Linked DNA regions of Mus musculus: regions 1 and 3 are each linked to region 2. A link is a contact called in public Hi-C data. All regions are on one chromosome and are shown on one strand. Each heading gives the region's core, a stretch centred on a gene start, on an enhancer-like site or on the middle of the called end of the contact. The rest is flanking DNA. Distances are from core to core; before and after follow the strand shown. Region 1 overlaps Homer1 (homer scaffolding protein 1). Region 2 overlaps Thbs4 (thrombospondin 4). Region 3 has its middle 38 kb from the start of Gm31977.

Region 1 (2,700 bases), core at 108-2,607, 650 kb after region 2:
TATAAACTTTAATTCAACATGGAATATTATATTAAGAATTTTTTCTGCTTCATAGTTGGTTTCAAGAATTTTTTTCGTTTTACTGAGTTTTTAGTATTTTCTATTGATTGTGCTTATAAATGAGTCCTGTATCTTTGCATTTTTGTGGACAGAATGACAGTTTAAGGTGATTTATAAACTCATAGTTCAAAACACCCTCTTCCGAGGAGCAGTAGGAGATAGGTTGTGTGTGTTTCACTGTTTTAATTTTCCTTTATATAACAAGAGCTTAACTTTTTGTCTTGTTTCGTTTGCCCTTCGTTGTTCCTAGAGACTCCTTGTCTTTTATTCTCTTCTGAAGAGGCTTTGCAAGACTGCCTCACAAGTTTCATGGGGTTATCCCTCAAATGCAGATCTGTTCTGTCCAGCCCAGCTCTTGTTTTAGGGTTAGGCAGTCGCAGAGGTCTTTCTCTGTGCCAGCCCCACACTCTCTCTGTGACCCAGAAACAGACCTGCAGACACTGTTACAATCTCTGATGCTTGTGGTGTTCTCTGTCTTCAGTAAAGTTGAAGTCCTGACATTTGCACAACTTTATTCTCAGTGCATGTTCCTGTGGTTTGTGGAGGATAGCTGGCAGATGTCAGTGTACAAACACTTACTACTTTGTCCACTCAGAAACAGCTTCTACTTTTTTATTGCCAATATCTTCTTTCTAGACATCATTAAGTAAAGACCATTTTACTCATGCTGAATAACTTATCCCTAGTGTCTACTGCATCTGCCCAACAACTAATTGTTAGATAACGTCTTCAAAATACATACATTTCTTTTACTGCTGTGTAGATATGAGTTATTGACGCTTCTCTTGTCGATTGAAATATCCTGATATGTGTAAATGTTCATAGTCTATTATAAGATATATCTTAAGTGCATACTTGATATCTTAAGTATAATCTGCGAGGCAGATGTCAAGACAATTTTTGTATGGCTTTTATTTAGATTGAATGGTGTAGGATTTAAATGTAGTGAAAATTAGTATAGCCGGTCCCATTGGCTATAGTTTTAATATGTAATTTAAAAAAAAAATCTATTTTGAGTCTCTTAACAAAGGAATTTGAGATTCTGTTCTATTATTTTTTTTCATGTGCAGCATGAAATTGGTGGCCCTCGTGTGCCTTAAAGATGAGGAAATTAACTGACAAAAGCAATGGTAGAAGGCAAGCCCGGGGAGAGCAGCAAAGGCCAGAAGGAGACTGGCGAGTGCTGGCTGTCACTTCAGTCACACTACTTGGCCCCTACTCTCTAGGTTATCTATTCTTACCTAGAACATATTCTCCCCATCTAAAAATAGGTCACAGCCATCTGTATAGTGTGAGTGCTGCTATGTTACCTAACTAGTACATTTCCTACAGAGGCCTGTCTTGGAGTAGGACATTCATCTAAAGAGTATAGTGCGGCTTTAAACAACTGAAGAAATAGTGTTTTGTGAGGTTCCATTTAAAATGTTTGGATGTTACATTGGGTGGAGAAGAGAACAAGGGGCCTTTCATTTCTAAGGGACGCTGTAGAGGGCAAACTGGGCAGTGGCTGTGAGCTGGACATGATGAGGAGTGACGTTCAGTCTATTTCTGTAGCTGGAAACATTCAATCCTTAAGCTTGTTGAAATGCAAAAGAACACTCTGCAGTCATGAGTGCAATTTTCACATTTGATCACAGGACTTCTTCCTCTCTAATAGTTTACAGCCTCTATGGATTTAGCTTCTAAATTTATTACTATTAATTTCAAATTTTTTATTAGATGTCTTCACTTTGCAGATTATTCGAAGATTGATTAAAAACATGCAAGACTAACGTTGAAGTGGCTAACATCAAGTAGCAAACACTTTGAGATTGTACTGGGCTGTTAGACTCTTAAGTTATAAACTGTAGCTGTGCTGTTTCCCTCTTGATTCTTCTACACATTGGAGCTCATCTAAGCATGCTATAATGTCAGATCACATGGTTATGATGAGGATTATCAATTGTTACTTTTCTTTTTTTTTTTTTTTGGTTTTTTGAGACAGGGTTTCTCTGTATAGCCCTGGCTGTCCTGGAACTCACTCTGTAGACCAGGCTGGCCTCGAACTCAGGCTGCCTCTGCCTCCTGAGTGCTGGTATTAAAGGCGTGCGCCACCACTGCCCGGCCAATTGTTACTTTATTTAATGTTTTCAAATCAGTTTACCCAAATCTTTTTCTCAAGACTTCAATGTTTTAATTACATTTATATATTTATTATGTGTTTGCCACAGTGGATTGTAAATTTCCACTATGTGTGTATGGTGTATGTGTATGTGAGTGAATGAGTCAAGGTCTCACTATGTAGCTATGGGTGTCCTGAAACTCACTCTGTAGACCAGGCTAACCTTGGTCTCACAGAGATCTATCTGCCTCTGCTTCCCTAGTACTGGTGTGCAATACTATACCCAGGTTGTGAGTTTTGGAAACAAGAATCTTTATCTGGTGAGCATCTTGCTGGCTCTAAACGCTTCCATTTTTGAAAATATTGTGAAAAAAAATAATATGGAGAAAAAAGTATTCCTAATGCAAACAGCAGAATTCCTTCATTTACATCTTTATTTCTATGTGTATGAATGTTTTGTCAACATGCATATTTATGTACCACATGCATGCAATGCCTGTGGAGGCCAGAAGATGGCATTGGATTCCCTGGAACTGGAG
Region 2 (2,794 bases), core at 253-2,752:
AGGGGTGCTTGAAAGGTAACCATTTCCTGTCATTGAGTCCCCCTCCCTGCCCAGGGATTTCGGAATTTAGGAAGGGCTGTAGATGTGTTTCACCCAGAGATTGAGAAGAGTCATTGGCAGCCATGTGAACTCTGAATACTATAGCCATGGTAAAAGTGGGAGGAATGTTTATAATTTATGATACTCTAGGGAATTATGGGAATGAAAAATACATTGCTGAGCTGTGGTTGAGGCTCAGCTGGTTTAGTATGCCTAGAATTCAATACCTAGCAGGACACGAAACCAGGTATGATGCATACCTTTAAACCTAGTATGAAGAAGTCGGGGCAGGAGGACCAGAAGCTCACGGTGATCTTTGGTCACACAGAGAGTTTGGGACCAGTCTGGTTTATATGAGAACCCATCTAAAACCATAAAATAATAATAAAATAAATTGCCAAACTTCTTTAGAATTAAATCTCAAGGGGATTTATAAAATTTCTGGGTATCTTGATTGACTACTGGAAAGTATCGGCTAGTACACAGCTGCAGAAAGCTTCTGCCCTGTACACATGGTGACTGGCTCTACTGTCATTGTCACCAGACCCTACATCCCACTGTTTTTGTTACCTCAAAGGCAGCCACTCTCCCTTCACTGCCCAGCGAATGCTTACTGGCTGTTTGCTTCCTGCCTGGTACTGTGGGATCTGAATACAGTGACAGACATAGAATGACAAGATCTGTTTTCTTCCATTTGACTCACAGGACGCTAGGGGGAGCCAAATCCGTAAGTGTCTGTGGAAGGAGGTGACAGAAAGGCTGAGGGAAGGGTGTCAGAAGAACAAGGCAAGCTTAGTTCAGGTTTCTCAGGATGTCACCTCCTCCCGAAGCCTGGGGTGGGGGTGGGGGGCTTCCCTGGAGACTACATTCCAAGAATGAGGAGTCTGTGTGAACAGAAAGCAGGCTTTAGCATGGCACTAAATAGGGTCACCCCAGAAATGACCTTTGGTTTGGCTGTCCGGTTCATACCCGTGCTCCGTGGCACACAGTACATACTCAAGGGGGTGGGGGTGGGGGAATAAAACCAATCTGGTAAGTTTATCAAGGATTCCTCAGAAAACAACACACATCACCAAAGCCTGAGCTTCCATTAGAAACGACTGAGCACCATGGTTATTAGAAATAGTCTCTTCTTTATTTCCACATTCATATAAAAAGTTTTGACGTATTTGGGCTGGTAAAAGAAAAGCCATGATAATATAAAGAGAATTATAGGAAGTTTTAAAAAAGATGTTGCTTTTGGTGTTTGAGAAGGCAGTTGTGGGATTGCTTCTTGGCTCAATTATCCAAGCGGTCGAAACTCTGGGTCTGGAACTCCTGGAAGTCCTCTGGTATGGTGTCTGCAACAAGAATCGGGGTGGTAGTTAGTTAATGAGGATCCTTCCAGGCTGGAATCATGGCCACCACATGCCGCCCAGGCCTCCTGTAGGGGGCGCTGTCAGCTCGCCTGAGACTCCCACAGGCTCGCAGCCATTTTCTACTTCAGGTTGCTTTGTTGCAAATCCTTGGCTTAAAGCCCAGCAGGGCTTATTCATAGGCCTAGGGAAAATTAGCAGGCAGAGTGCCTTTTTAGTCTGTGATTATGTTTGAGTCTAATGAAAAAGAAAGGCTGCCTGTAAATTAAACTGACGGAATTTCTCACCGAACCCCTAACTCTAAAACATGCAGTTAAATTCTATGGGTTTCAATTTTCAGATTTGGGAAGCAGGAAAGCCTGGCTCTGCCTTCCTCTTATGTTATGCAGGGTACATCACCATCACGCACGTGGTGGTGAGGCTTTGGGGCGGGGGGGGGGGGCGGGGTGGGAGGATGCATGTTATAGAAATAAGATTTCTTGGTTGCTCCCCTGTGCTGTTGAGGGGCACTCAGCATGAAGGTTACCGTTGCAGCGGTACTTGAGGTTGGACCAGATGATGTTTTCTTGAGAGAAGCAGAACACACCAAGTCGGCCTCCACGCATGGTGGTGTCTATGGTGACCCCAGAGTCAGCCACCAACTCCGAGCCTTCATAAAAGCGCACCCTGCAGAGAGCACAGGTGTCCACGGTGAGGAACATGGTGCCACTTCCGACTCTTGTACTTACCTCTTTATTCAGACATGTTGTTTTCCACTAACTCTAGTTGGTCCCTCCCCAGTGAGGTTAGAAGTTCCCCAGGACAGGAACCAAGAGTCCACGGCTCCCTAACTTGGTTTTTAACAGGCCCAGCATGGTGTCAGGTGCATAGTTCCTGGATCGGTACTTGCTGGTGAATTAAAACAAAATAGCTTGACATCACGGACAAGTGGTTTTGTGGCTTCACTGTCTTGTGAGTTATTTTCTCTGGATACTGTACCTAGAAGCCCTGCGCTTTCTTCTTTGGTCTAGCTGATTTCACTGGTGGACTCTCAGAGCCTTGATCAGTAGCTTTAGGCAGTTGTGGGGGCAATTTCAGTTGTCATAGTAGCACTGAGGGACAGAAGCCCCTGGATGCCAGCCTTCAATACCCCGGAGTGAGTTAGCCAAAGCTTGCCCTGTGCTCTGTACCCTTGTGGAGTGTCATGGGGAAGGTGAGCTGCGCCTCGCCTCGGAGAGGCAATGGCGTTTTACCCTGAGCATCATTTTCTTTTTTTTTTTTAAGATTTATTTATTATTATATATGAGTACACTGTAGCTGTCTTCAGACACACCAGAAGAGGGCATCAGATCTCATTGCAGATGGTTGTGAGCCACCATGTGGTTGCTGGGATTTGAACTCGGGACCTTTGGAAGAGCAGT
Region 3 (2,714 bases), core at 196-2,695, 810 kb after region 2:
TATTATTATTATTATTATTTTCGAGGCAGGATTTCTCTGTATAGACCAGGCTGTCCTGGAACTCACTTTGCAGACCAGGCTGGCCTTGAACTCAGAAATCTGCCTGCCTCTGCCTCCCAAGTGCTGGGATTAAAGGCGTGCGCCACCACCGCCTGGCTTAGTAGCAGTGCTTTTAACTGCTGATCTGCCTCTCCAGTCCCTTCGCCTTACTTTTTATTTATGTATTTTTAGTTTTGTTTTGTTTTTCGTTTTCCTTTCTTTTCTTTTTCTTCCTTTCTCTTTCTTTCTTTCCTTTCTTTTCTTTCTTTTTTTTTTTAAAGATTTTATTTATCATATGAAAGTACACTGTAGCTGTCTTCAGACACCAGAAGACGAAAGAATCAGGTCTTTTTATAGATGGTTGTGGCCACCATGTGGTGGCTAGGATATGAACTCAGGACCTCTGGGAGAGTAGTCAGTGATCTTAATCACTGAGCCATCGCTCCAGCCCTCTTTCCTTCCTTCCTTCCTTCCTTCCTTCCTTCCTTCCTTCCTTCCTTCTGTCTGTCTCTTGTTCTCTCTCTCTCTTTCTTTTTTCTTTCTTTCTCTCTCTCTCTCTCTCTCTCTCTTTCTTTCTTTCTTTCTTTCTTTCTTTCTTTCTTTCTGTCTCTCTCTCTCTTTCTTCTTCTTCCTCTCTCTCTCTCTCTCTCTCTTTCTTTTTGAGACAAGGTCTCTCTATGTAACCCTGGCTGTCCTGTAACTTGCTGTGTAGACCAGGCTGGCCTTGAAATAGTAGAGATCCATCTCTAGCTGCTAAGTGCTGGGGTTAAAGGTATATTCCACCACACCCAGAGCTATCTATCTATCTATCTATCTATCTATCTATCTATCTATCTATCTATCTTCTAGCTATCCTGTTGGGAGCTGGTGATAGAGAGGGTAAGTAAACTGCCCATGTGCCATATGGAGATCACAGTACAACTTGAGGGAGTGCACCCCCTTCTTCCATGTGGCTTTTGGGGATCAAACTCAGGTTGTCAGGTTTGGCCCAAGAGCCTTTCCCTGTTGAGACATATTACTGACCCTCTTTTTCTTTTGTGAGACAGAGTTCTCACGGAACCTGGAGCTCACTGATTCCATTGGGCTGGCTCTAAGCCCCAGGAATTCTCCTCCTGATGCAAGTTTCCTAGCAGTGAGAGTATAGATGTGACCACTATCCCTAGGATTTTATGTGGGGACCGGGGATCTGAACTCAGGTCCATGTGCTTTTGTGACAGGCTGAGCCATCTTCTAATCCTTAACTTTGTTTTTATCACTATGGATTTTGCACAAGATGGATAGTACATCATTTCACACAGACGCCATATCACTTCTTTGGGGCTGATGGGGACAGTACAGTTGATTCTGTTACGATGAACTGAAAAGTGCATCTGGCTGTCACGTGTACCAGACTGGCTCAGAGAGTCAGTGCCTAGGAAACAGTTGCTTCTTGGTATATGCTTTTGTCCTGGTCTAATGTTTCCCAGGGCTGTTAATGTGTAGTTACTATGGAGATAGATGAAAATAAGCATGGGATGTTTTATATCAAATTGTGAGCAAATTTCTTATATAAAAATAGAATGTAGATCTGGAGAGATGGCTCAGGAGTTAGGATTCTATATTATTTTTGCAGAGGACTAGAGTTATAATCACTTGTAACTCCAGGTGCAGAGGGTTTGATGCCCTTTTTCAGACCTCTGAGGACATCTGTATTCATGTGCACATACCCTGTCTCCAGCACACACACAAATGCACATAATTAAAGATATAGAGTCAACAAGTAGTCCAGACAAAGGCTTTCAAAACAAAAGTAGGTTTAAGACGTGATACAGTGAGGAGTTGGAGGGGCAGTCAACAATGCTGAACAGCGTCCCAAAATATTTTTATTCAACAACTTTATGCTGTTGTTTTGTTTTGAGACAGCATCACATGTAGCCCGAGTGGCCTTAGATGCTCTTGTAGCTGAGGATAACCCCGAACAACAACTACCTCTACTTCCTAAGTGCTGGAATTACAGGTGTGTTTCCACATTCTTGACCCCTCCCTCGCCCATCTTAAGATGAGCCATTTGCTGTGAACACTGAGTCACATCGTTAAAATGCGCAGCATACCTTACCAGAGAAATAGTATCTTTTCCTTTGGTGGATTGGACCAATTTCGATCATAGTAACCATTCTCTTAAAACAAAAGTAGTTACATGTTCGCATCCATTCACGATGCTGTTTCCCATGCAAAGAGATTGTTTCTATGTGCTTGTTCTGTGTTTAAGTTAGTAATATTGTAACTCAGACTTAAAACATGAAAGGGTGCTGCTTTGCTTTGAGTAAATTAGGATTTGCTTTGTAATCTGACCAACTAATAAACAACTGTGGGCAAACACCCAGAGCAGTGTACTTTTAGAAACTTCAAAGAGGGTTGGCTGGCTGTAGGTAATTACGAGTCTTTATGCTTGTGTTATTCATAAGGAGTCCTGTAGGATGAGGGTGGTGCCCACAGTCACTGGGTAACTTGACCCAAAACCCTTGAGACGCCAATGACAACAACAGGCCCTCAGAGTTATTGCTTTGTCAGAATGTAAATGGCATTGCCAGAAAGGACATGTGTTATTTACATACATTAAATAAATATTGAAAAATCAGCTTAGGCTAAAAATATTCAGAGTAAGCTGGTAGCAGTGGATACTGAAAGAATGAACT

The links. A called contact is a pair of places that touch in the nucleus more often than the background predicts.
Region 1: a Hi-C map of cerebral cortex shows a contact between it and region 2, with 7 times the contacts expected there. The contact joins two enhancer-like sites. A contact is called at or near these places in 3 of 484 Hi-C or Micro-C datasets (cerebral cortex and cortical neurons) and 1 of 115 datasets of contacts at active chromatin or transcription factors (neural progenitor cells).
Region 3: a Hi-C map of cortical neurons shows a contact between it and region 2, with 2.4 times the contacts expected there. The contact joins two enhancer-like sites. A contact is called at or near these places in 1 of 15 datasets of contacts at CTCF or cohesin (large pre-B cells) and 2 of 484 Hi-C or Micro-C datasets (the Ba/F3 cell line and cortical neurons).

What each region holds. Positions count from the first base shown.
Region 1 is chr13:93,398,539-93,401,238 of GRCm38.p6, forward strand. The region is part of intron 9 of Homer1 (homer scaffolding protein 1); the gene reads left to right. Among named protein-coding and RNA genes, the nearest start is that of Gm6109, 49 kb to the right of the region's middle. Within about 2 kb of position 1,358, at least 29 of the 459 cell types and tissues checked have an H3K27ac peak or open chromatin away from gene starts, as enhancers often do. A contact at or near this core is called in cerebral cortex and cortical neurons, where this site is marked.
Region 2 is chr13:92,750,434-92,753,227 of GRCm38.p6, forward strand. It overlaps Thbs4 (thrombospondin 4), which reads right to left. Exons shown (of 22, transcript NM_011582.3): 21 at 1,921-2,060; 22 at 1,153-1,379. The coding sequence ends at 1,318. Among named protein-coding and RNA genes, the nearest start is that of Thbs4, 43 kb to the right of the region's middle. Within about 2 kb of position 1,503, at least 55 of the 459 cell types and tissues checked have an H3K27ac peak or open chromatin away from gene starts, as enhancers often do. A contact at or near this core is called in cerebral cortex and cortical neurons, where this site is marked.
Region 3 is chr13:93,559,051-93,561,764 of GRCm38.p6, forward strand. No RefSeq gene overlaps it. Among named protein-coding and RNA genes, the nearest start is that of Gm31977, 38 kb to the right of the region's middle. Within about 2 kb of position 1,446, at least 2 of the 459 cell types and tissues checked have an H3K27ac peak or open chromatin away from gene starts, as enhancers often do. A contact at or near this core is called in cortical neurons, where this site is marked.